Regions from separate parts of the Mus musculus genome. Here region 1 is linked to region 2. The links are chromatin contacts, called in public HiChIP or PLAC-seq maps. All regions are on one chromosome and are shown on one strand. The core of a region is the stretch at or near the end of the contact, and the rest is flanking DNA. Distances in the headings are between cores, read along the strand shown. Region 1 has its middle 43 kb from the start of Mdm1. Region 2 has its middle 3.0 kb from the start of Gm51783.

Region 1 (4,659 bases), core at 2,016-4,515, 650 kb before region 2:
CACCAGTCAAGTAGCATCCAACAAGCTAATTTTGGACATCTAAACCCCCAAAAGTCATTACAGGGAACAATGAGGTAATGCCCCAAACCAAGGAAGCAAATACATAGAACTTTAAAGCCACTTCTGCCTCATCCCCAACCACTGAGTTGGAACACAGTCTCAGAACCTTCTTGACAGAGGCAAGGCCAACATCATTCAATTAGAATTAATACTTCAAAGAAAACGTATTTGTCCTCTACAGCAAATATGCCATGAAAAGGCTGCAAAGGTAAATGACTCTATTCTCTTTTCAATACGCATGATGGGTATTTTTATCCCCCTATAAATGGAGCAAAGATTGAAGTTACACACTACAGTGCAGATGGAAGTAGTGGGGCTCAGGGTTGTCCCAGAACTTGGGCCACAGGTACTAAGGAATTTGTTACTGTTGACAACTTTGAAAATAGATAATAGGGGAAATGAAATAAAGTCCCCACGTTTCATAACAAAAGCTATTGTGGTCTTTAGGGGAAGGGTTTCCGGTGGCCAAGCAGATTTGCTGGTTGCCATAACAACTGTGAACATCTTCTCATTCTGAAATAGCTTTCATCAGGGACTTTCAAGACTGAAGAACAGATCGCTCGGCTGGCTTTAGCATCTCCCACTTTCCTGTTGCTTCATCTGCAGTTGCACATAGGTTCAGTGTCCAGCAAACAGAAACTATTCACCTAACTGCCATAAAGAGGGTGTGTGTCCCCACTGCTACTCCCTCTTCCTGAAGTAAGCCGCCTTTCCACAGGTCACTCAGAGGTTCTGATACTGACTTAGTCAGGGATTCTATTAGTCTGGGAATGTCCCCATATTCTCAGACGAATCAGTGTGCCACTTTACACATTAAGCCGGAAGATGGTCCTTTCTGTAACATGCATCCTCTCGCCACTGACATCACTACCCCAGTCTTAAGACCACCAAGCCTTGGACTCAGAGTTCTGTTCTACTCTGCTTTAAGAATGCACAGCCATGCCTCCCTGTGGGCAGGTGAGCGTCTAAGACCTCCCATGCGTTCAGTGGGAGTAATTAAGGGATGGTGCCTATTATTCTTGAACAAATGGTACGCCAAACACCAGGATGGGAACACAGTGCTGAACCTTACCCTTCTTAATTACATGTATGGGCTCTGCCCATTTTCCTCTTTGGAGCAAGAGTCATTGTAGAGTCCACTGTGCCTGTGTGGCATAAAGACAACATTACCAGTGAGGGCCAGTGATCCCAACTAGAGAAGCAAAGTAGGCAGAGAGGAGCAAAGTATGGTTTAACTGATTCAAAGAACTGGTATATTGGCAAACACAATGAAATGTATAGTAAAGCCTTTGTGTCTGACTTTGAAATGTTCCAGCAAAGCCTTTAATATCTTTGGGTCAACAATTACAGGCTGGAAAATTGTTATGAGATTTTTTTAACCTTGGAGAAATGTTGTTTCTCTGGTAGGTCCGCACTCGATGCTTTATGGGAGGTTGCAGCTGTACTGATCTCGGTCCTAAGACGCTCTTTACAAACCTGGAGTTCTTACCTCTGATTATAGCTAACCATGGTCAAAAGGGACTGAGATTTGTGTGGGTTGCTTGCCATCGTGAGCAGAAAAGGGCATGATAACTTTGGTAGATGGAGTCTTTCTCAGCTCCAATTAACCTTGTATGATGTTTGAATAAAGTAACTGGAGTGAGCTAGCTGGGTGTCAGTCTTCCCAGAGAGACTGTACCCCTCTGCTCCTTCAGAAAATGAAGGCTTAGCATCTTGGTGAGCTTCTCTCTCTACCGAGGCACCTATGAACAACATCAATCAATAAGCAAATCACTCGTGGAAGCAGCCTAATTGCCATGTAACTCTGCAACAATCCAGGGTTCTATTAAACATGTGCCCGATTAAGTCTACTGTTGCTTTAGCACAGTGCTGGAAGCTATGTAAGATCAGGATCACTGGCTCAGGAAGAGAGGATCAATGTCGTCTTCCTGAGTCGCTACCTTCTATTTTCACTCTTGGGTCTGCTCTGTTGTCTTAAGCGGGGCTTCTATTTCTGTGATAAAACACCATGGCCAAAAGCAACTTAAAGTGGAAATTTCTGGTTATAATGATAGTTTGCTGAAGCAGACACAGGTGAAATGATATTTTGCTTTAGAAAACACATGAAAGGATACATGATGTTTAGAAAGAATATAAATGTGACCCCACAGACAGTGGAAGCTCGATCATTGGTTCACCTTGCTCCGTCTCACTTGTCTTCACTGACCACATCCATGTATTGGTTCACCTTACTCTGAGTTGCTGAGCTTCGCGTGTGGTGACATCATAGAAGTAAAAGCGCCAAAGAATTTCTTGTGAGATTCCCTCAATTTTTTTTTATCGTTTCCATGCTTTCACGGACTCTGGTTGACTGGTGAGCCTTGAGGTTTCCTGGATTGAACTGCCCTTGCTGATTCGTGTGTGGTGTCTGCCGAGTGGACTGGATGGCAGCTGCTGATTCATGTTTGGTGTTTGCTCGTGGACTGACTGAGAGCAATAAAGATTGGAATTACCCCCCAAAGAACTGTTTCTAAACAGGTCCACTTCCCCCATATTCTAATAACCTTTCTTTTCCACTACCTCTGGTGGGTGGTGGGCTAGAGGGAGGGGTTGAACCTTATTAAAGTAAGTATTAAAGTATATATGCTTACACAACTGTGGAGGAAAGGTTTTATTTTTTGCTTATAGTCCCATATCACAGTCCATCATCCAGAGAAGTCAGGGCAGGATCCCATAGGCAGGAGCTGATGCAGAGGCCACAGAGCAGTGCTGCTTACCGGCTTGCTCTCCTCAGAGGTTACACTGCTCACAATGAGTTGGGCCTTCCAACTTGTCAACAGGCCATTACAGTAGGGGACATTTTCTCAGTTTAGGTTACATCTTGCAAATGATTCTAGTTTGTGTCAGGTTGACATAAAGGTAGCCAGCCCTCCTATGTTACTTCCATACCTTCTGGCTCTACGGATCCTGTGAATTTCCCAGTTTGCTCTGGGCCCAGGATCAGAAGGAAGGAAATGGCCTCCTCCAGATCAGATAGTAAGTTTCTGAACCCAAGGGGAATTTACAAATGTTAGTATCCTGACTAGTGGGGAAGCCAAGGCCAATGGGAGGGTCCAGGTTGGGGAACAAGAAGGAAGCTGTCTGTAATGAAATAGTCAGAACCCAGAAGAGCCAGCTGTGGGGTGAGAGGAAGCTGTGGTCACTTGCGGGGCTGCTGACCAATGCACTGAAACTGCTAGGGTCAGAAGCCAGAAGGAAGACAACTCCCCAGATCTGACCTCTAAGTCTCAAGGACCTAACCGCATGCCTTTCATCAGCCAGTGACCCATAAATATCCCTTGTGAAAGGTTTCTGCTGCTCCTCGGAGGCTAAATCCCCATACTGAGCCTCTCCCCTGGACTCATGAAGGAGCTGAGAAAAAAATAATCCAGGATACAATAAATCCACATCAGTAGGCCAAAAGCAGAGCTCTAGGGAATCCCCAATTTTACATTTGAGGTTAAGATTCCAATCTGCCAAGTCTGAGTTGAGTCCACTATGATCTGAAGCAGCAACTCTGGACCCCTTCAGGAATGAGTCCCCATCTGGTCGGCCAGAGGAAGTTGCACATACGAACCGGGGAGGTATCACAGGGGTGTGCTGTGCCACATACTTGCTTTCTGCTTGTAGTCTTTCTTTCCCTTATTCCACCGTGGTCACTGAGTCTTTTGGGGGGGGCAGGGTTCAATTAAGCCTTGTTTTTAACACTACATTGACTTATTCTCTGAATTCTGATCAGTTGTGAGTTTTTTATATTAATCACCATCCACCGCACAAACAAACTTCTTTGATGAGGTCTGAGAAATGTGTTAATCTGTGGACAGTGAGAGATGAATTTAGAGGATAGTTCCATACTATACCCATTCATCAGAATAATATAATATTTACTATGTCCAGTTATTAGAATGACAGTAATAAGTCTCCCCACCAGCAGGGTCTGTGAGTGTCCATGGATTCTTAATACCAGGCATATATGTTTCCTCCTATAGAATGGGCCTTGAATCCAATCAGAAAGAAGTTGGTTGCCCCATAGCATTTATGCCACTATTACCCTCCTAGGCCTGACTATCCGTGCTGATCATCACTGCACTTAACAGAGTGCAAAGCTGGGTAACCCTGTGCACAGCTGGATCACTCCATGACCTTTTCCCTTAGAAGCCTTCACAGCATCTCCCAGTACTATGAAAGCTGGCTAACAAGAAGAAAACCCCTGCTCAGCACCAAACTGGTTTCTCCATGGCTGGTGACTGTCATGATTTGTATATTCTCGGACCAGGGAGTGACACCATTTGGAGGAATAGGTGTGACCTGGTTGGAATAGGCATGTCACTGTGGGTGTGGGCTTAAGACCCTCACCCTAGTTGCCTGGAAGTCAGTCTTCCACTAGCAGCCTTTGGATGAAGACTTGGAACTCTCAGCTCTGCCTGTGCCATGCATGCCTGCCTGGATGCTGCCATGCTTCCACCTTGATGATAATGGACTGAACCTCTGAACCTGTAAGCCAGCCCCAATTAAATGCTGTTTTTATAAGACTTGCCTCGGTCATGGTGTCTGTTCATAGCAGTAAAACCCTAACTAAGA
Region 2 (4,875 bases), core at 2,291-4,790:
ATCTCTAGCCACTTGTTATGATTTGGACCTTAAGTGTCCCCTAAGAGTCCGTTTGCTAAAGGTTTGCTCGCTCACCTGTGGTGTTCTTGGGAGATGATGGAATGTTTTAAAAAATGTCAAGGTTAATACTGATCATTAAAAGGGCTGGAGAGATGGCTCATCAGTTAAGAGTACTTACTGTTCCTGCAGAGGCCCCAGGTTGGGGTCAGAGCATCCATAAGATGGCTCAGTCCTAATTCCAGTTACATTGGTTTCTGGCGCCCTCTTCTGGATTCTAGAGGCACTACATGCATGTGGTGCAGCTATAACAGGCAAAACCCACTCATACATAAAATTAAAATAAATAAATAAAAATCTAAAAAAAAAACAAAAACACCCTCTTCGATCATCAGATTGGCAGGAACTAGAATCACCTAAAAAACAAACCTATAGCATGTTTGTGAGGGATTTCTAAGTTGGGCTGAGGTGAGAAGACCCGTCCTAATGTAGGCTATGGGCTGGGACCCTTGACTAAACGAAAAGGATTAAGTCACGTGACAGCATTCAAGGCCCTCTACTTCCTGCCTGTGGATGAAATGTGACCGGAAGCCTCTTGCGTCTGCACTGGACCTTCCAACTATGATGGACTCTGAACCCAAACTGAGAGCCAAAGTTAACCCTTTGGAGGACCGTAGTGTCTACAGCTGCTGTTCTCAACCTGTAGCTCGCAACCCACCTGGGTCAAACGACCCTTTCAGAGGATCGCCTTAGACCATCTGCATATCAGATATTTACAACATGATTCATAACAGTAGCAAATTTACAGTTATGAAGTAGCAATGAAAATACTTTTATGGTTGGGGGTCACCCTAGCATGAGGAGCTGTCTCAAAGAGTGGAAGTGTTAGGAAGGTTGAGAACGGTTAGGAAGGGGGATAAAGGAACACAGGACATTGGGGTGTGCCCTTGAAGAGGCCCTGGAGGCACACATTTTTTTTCCAGCCTACTTTTAAAAAGGTTCACCCTCTCCTCTAGTCCACCACCCAGCAGAGGTAGTGAAAGAGAAAAGTTATTGAATATGTGCATCTCAGGTAATGTGCCACATCACTGGAACCCTAACTCAGCCCTGCAGAATTTTCTCTTCCATGCCTTCATTCTCAGCTTCCGAGGTGATGAGACTGGCAGAAACCCTTGGTCATTGGCAAAATCCTGAGCCTTCTTTCCTTCCTAAGACAAGCTGGTCAATCTCATCCACCCTCAATGTTCTTTTTCTTTGTTTTAAGATTTATTTATTCATTTTATGTATATGAGTACACTGTAGATGTACAGATGGTTGTGAGCCTTCATGTAGTTGTTGGGAATTGAGGTTTTAGGACCTCTGCTTGCTCCGGTCAACCCTGGCCCAAAGATTTATTTATTATTATACACAAGTACACTGTAGCTGTCTTCAGATGCACCAGAAGAGGGCATCAGATCTCAGTACGGGTGGTTGTGAGCCACCATGTGGTTGCTGGGATTTGAACTCAGGACCTCTGGAAGAGCAGTCATTGCTTTTACCTGCTGAGCCATCTCTCCAGCCCCACCCTCGATGTTCTACTGAAGTTTTTGCCATCTATTTCTTCTACAGAGGCTATGGGTGTGGCTTTTAACAGCCCCACAGTACAGGCCAAGCAACACCAAATTAAAATGAAGGCTGCTTTCGGTAAAGGACAGGGTCTCACTGTAACACCCTGGGTGACAGGGAACTCACTATGTAGACCAGGCCAGCCTAGATCTTGAAGAGTGTGTCTCCATCATTGAGAGATACTAACTTCTCTTAGAGCTCAATGATGTGGTAAGAAGAAGAATTCTCTCGGGAAACATTTTCTTACTAAAGAAAACAGTGAGAATTGTCTCATCTGAACGCAGAAAGTGAGACATCTCATTGTGAGTGGATATCCTCTGCTAACCCCATCCCCCTGAGGGAGGCAGGACAGCAGTTGGAGGTCGTCGGGCAACAGGACATGAAGTGCCTGGGTGATATTTTTCACACAAGCTGTGAACATGGTAGGCTTGCCAGCATATTGCCAGTAGCAAGTGTCCCTAAGAACCTCCCAAACCAAGGCTGCTGACAGGTCTGGCATCTTATTGGAAGTGGATTTTGTGACTGGCAACATCTGACAGTTGCCAGGTGGTTTGGAACACTGGTATAGTTTCCTGTTGTTCAACTCTAAGATCTCATGGATAGATAGATAGATAGATAGATAGATAGATAGATAGATAGACGGATAGATAGATAGATCTTGAAAACAGAAAGGTAACTCCTATTTCTCCATCAGTAGTGATCAATGTACTGCACAATTGGTTTGGTGCAGAGATTCTGGAGACCCAAGCCTGGGCTTCAGACAAACTCTCTGTCATTGAACGGACTTGTCATTGAAGGGACCTGTCAGTGCCAGCCCTGTACCATGTAAATTACAGTGACTATAAGATTTTTAAAAAATTCTTCTGTTTATAAAGTTTTAAACAAACAACCCCCCACCCTCCTCACTACAGAAAACCAAGAGCGGTTTTCGGAAACACACCAATGGATACAAGAAGAGGCATGCTTGTGTTCATGTTGGCATAGCCTCGGGCTTTGAGCAGGGGGGCCCACACAGCAGGCTGTACAGCTGTTGAAGGGTAGAAATGGGTCGCACAACCTCACCCTGCCATCGTTTTCTGAGCAGACGCTGTCCTCCACCCCACAGTTCGGGCATTCTGTCTTTAATGTGACATCTGCCCCGCTGTGCCACGCTCAGCTCTGCTCATCTTATGCTAAACATACTTCACCCTCTCCATAGGTGACATCACCCTCTCCATGGGTGACATCACTCTCTCCGTGGGTGACATCACCCTCTCCATAACCTGTGACACAGGTAAATTTTATTAGCAGAGAGCAGCTTACTGGTCCAAGGGGAGCATTTTGCTGAGCTGGAAATCTGTTTCAAATAGTCCGGCTTTAGGATATGCGTGCCTAGCTGCACTTAACATCGTTCCTGTTTTCAGTGGAGATCAAGGAAAGGGTCCCAGATAGATCAAACTGGAAATTAGGGCAGAAGCTGGGCAGATCTGGACTGGGGGTGTTTTGCTCCACTGCAGCCTCCCACTGATAACAGGGGAGAATCAGGTGCCCTCCTCCATCCCTGTACTGTGACCTTTCCCATAGCCCACCTGCCAAGTACACCTTACACTTGCTTGTTGTGTTTCTGAGTATTCTCTGGGCACCCTCTCCCACCTCAGGAAGATACAAGCAGCTAAGAGCAGGTTTCTTATCTGTTTGGCTCTCTGAGGTTCCCCAACCATTTAGAGCTGTGCCCCCGGCCCTTCATGTGCTCCTGGTATCTGTTCAATAAATAACACCTTACCACTTGGTAGGTTAGCGGGGATGAAGGTTTTCACATTTGTAACAGAAAGCACAGCGGGTGGGCCATTAGGAGGCTGAAGAAGACCCCACAGAGCATGGAAGGCCTGGAGGCTGTTATCAGTCGGAGTAGGAGGTGCTCTAAATCAACACCCTCCTGGCCCAGGGAGATTATCAAGTAAGTAAGACAATGGGACCAGACAGAAAGGCACCTGGAAATGAGCCAGCAGGAAGTGGGGAGAGAGTGGTTTCTGGTTTCGATTTTCTTTGTCTTCGTGGGTTTGGTGTTTCACTCTAATCCCTTTTGATCCCCTTGGTTAAATCCTATTATTTAGACACTTGATTCTAGTAGAATCTTTTTTTACCAATAAAAAAATCTCTGTGGTGTCTGTGTGTGTGTGTGTGTGTGTGTGTGTGTGTGTGTGTGTGTGTATGTGTGGGTGGGTGTGTGTAGGCCAGAGGTCCACATAGGCCTCTTCTCCACAATTCTTCTTTCTGAGACAAGGGCTCACCATGAGGCCCTGGCTGTCCTGGAACTCACTACATAGAATAGGCTGACTCCAAACTCACAGAGATCTGCCTGCCTCTGTCTATGTGCTAAGATTGAAGGTGTGTACCACCCATCACCATGCCTGGTACTCACTTAATTTTTTTTAAGACAAGGTCTCTCACAGAACCTGGAGGATACTGATTTGGCAAAATCGGCAGGCCAGGAAGGTCATGACCCTTCCTGTCTACCACCAAGGCACTGCGGTGCCAGGCATAGCTTTTTTGTTGTTGTTGTTTTGTTTGTTTGAAACAGGGTTTCTCTTTATAGCCCTGGCTGTCCTGGAACTCACTTTGTAGACCAGGCTGGCCTCAAACTCAGAAATCAGCTTGCCTCTTTCTCCTGAGTGCTGGGATTAAAGGTGTGCATCACCACGCCCGGCCAGGCATAGCTTTTTATGTGCTTGCTACATCCATGGCAGCCATTTTACCAACTGAGCCATAATTGCATAACTTTCGAAGGTTGTAGGAGGTCGGAGTGAAGCTACACTACTTTTACTGTAGCTTGCCATTTCCTATTGAAAGAAAATGAGATTTTGTAACTTGTGATTCATGTAAAAGAGTTGTCTATGAGCCCGCGGCCTGGGGCCGAGAACAAAGCAGAACAGACAGGGCTGTTAAGACATTCCTAAGAACAGCTTGATTGTACAAGCAGGGCTATCTTGTCTGGGTCAACACCACCTGGCCCGAACCTCCCCTCTGTCTACTGCCCCTTGACACTGGGTAAAGTCATACATCAACTGGTTGCTATGTGAACAAGATAAGCCCCCAGCCCACAGGAACAAAGTCCTGATGCCCTTTTGCTAACATGTAATCTTTCTGTTAATGTTTAAATAAGCTAATAGTGTGTCACTATGCTGAATTCCACACCCCTAAGCCCCTTACCCCATAAAAACCCCTAGCTTTCGAGCCTCGTGGCCGACATCCGTTATCTCCTGTGTGAGATACATGTCAGTCCGGAGCTCCGTA

What was found. HiChIP or PLAC-seq counts read pairs in DNA pulled down with a chosen protein or histone mark.
Region 1: a contact with region 2 is called in an H3K27ac HiChIP or PLAC-seq map of microglia, with 6 times the contacts expected there. The contact joins two enhancer-like sites. A contact is called at or near these places in 1 of 115 datasets of contacts at active chromatin or transcription factors (microglia) and 1 of 9 other capture datasets (embryonic stem cells).

What each region holds. Positions count from the first base shown.
Region 1 is chr10:118,096,702-118,101,360 of GRCm38.p6, reverse strand. No RefSeq gene overlaps it. Among named protein-coding and RNA genes, the nearest start is that of Mdm1, 43 kb to the left of the region's middle. Within about 2 kb of position 3,265, at least 57 of the 459 cell types and tissues checked have an H3K27ac peak or open chromatin away from gene starts, as enhancers often do. A contact at or near this core is called in microglia, where this site is marked.
Region 2 is chr10:117,451,061-117,455,935 of GRCm38.p6, reverse strand. No RefSeq gene overlaps it. Among named protein-coding and RNA genes, the nearest start is that of Gm51783, 3.0 kb to the left of the region's middle. Within about 2 kb of position 3,540, at least 63 of the 459 cell types and tissues checked have an H3K27ac peak or open chromatin away from gene starts, as enhancers often do. A contact at or near this core is called in microglia, where this site is marked.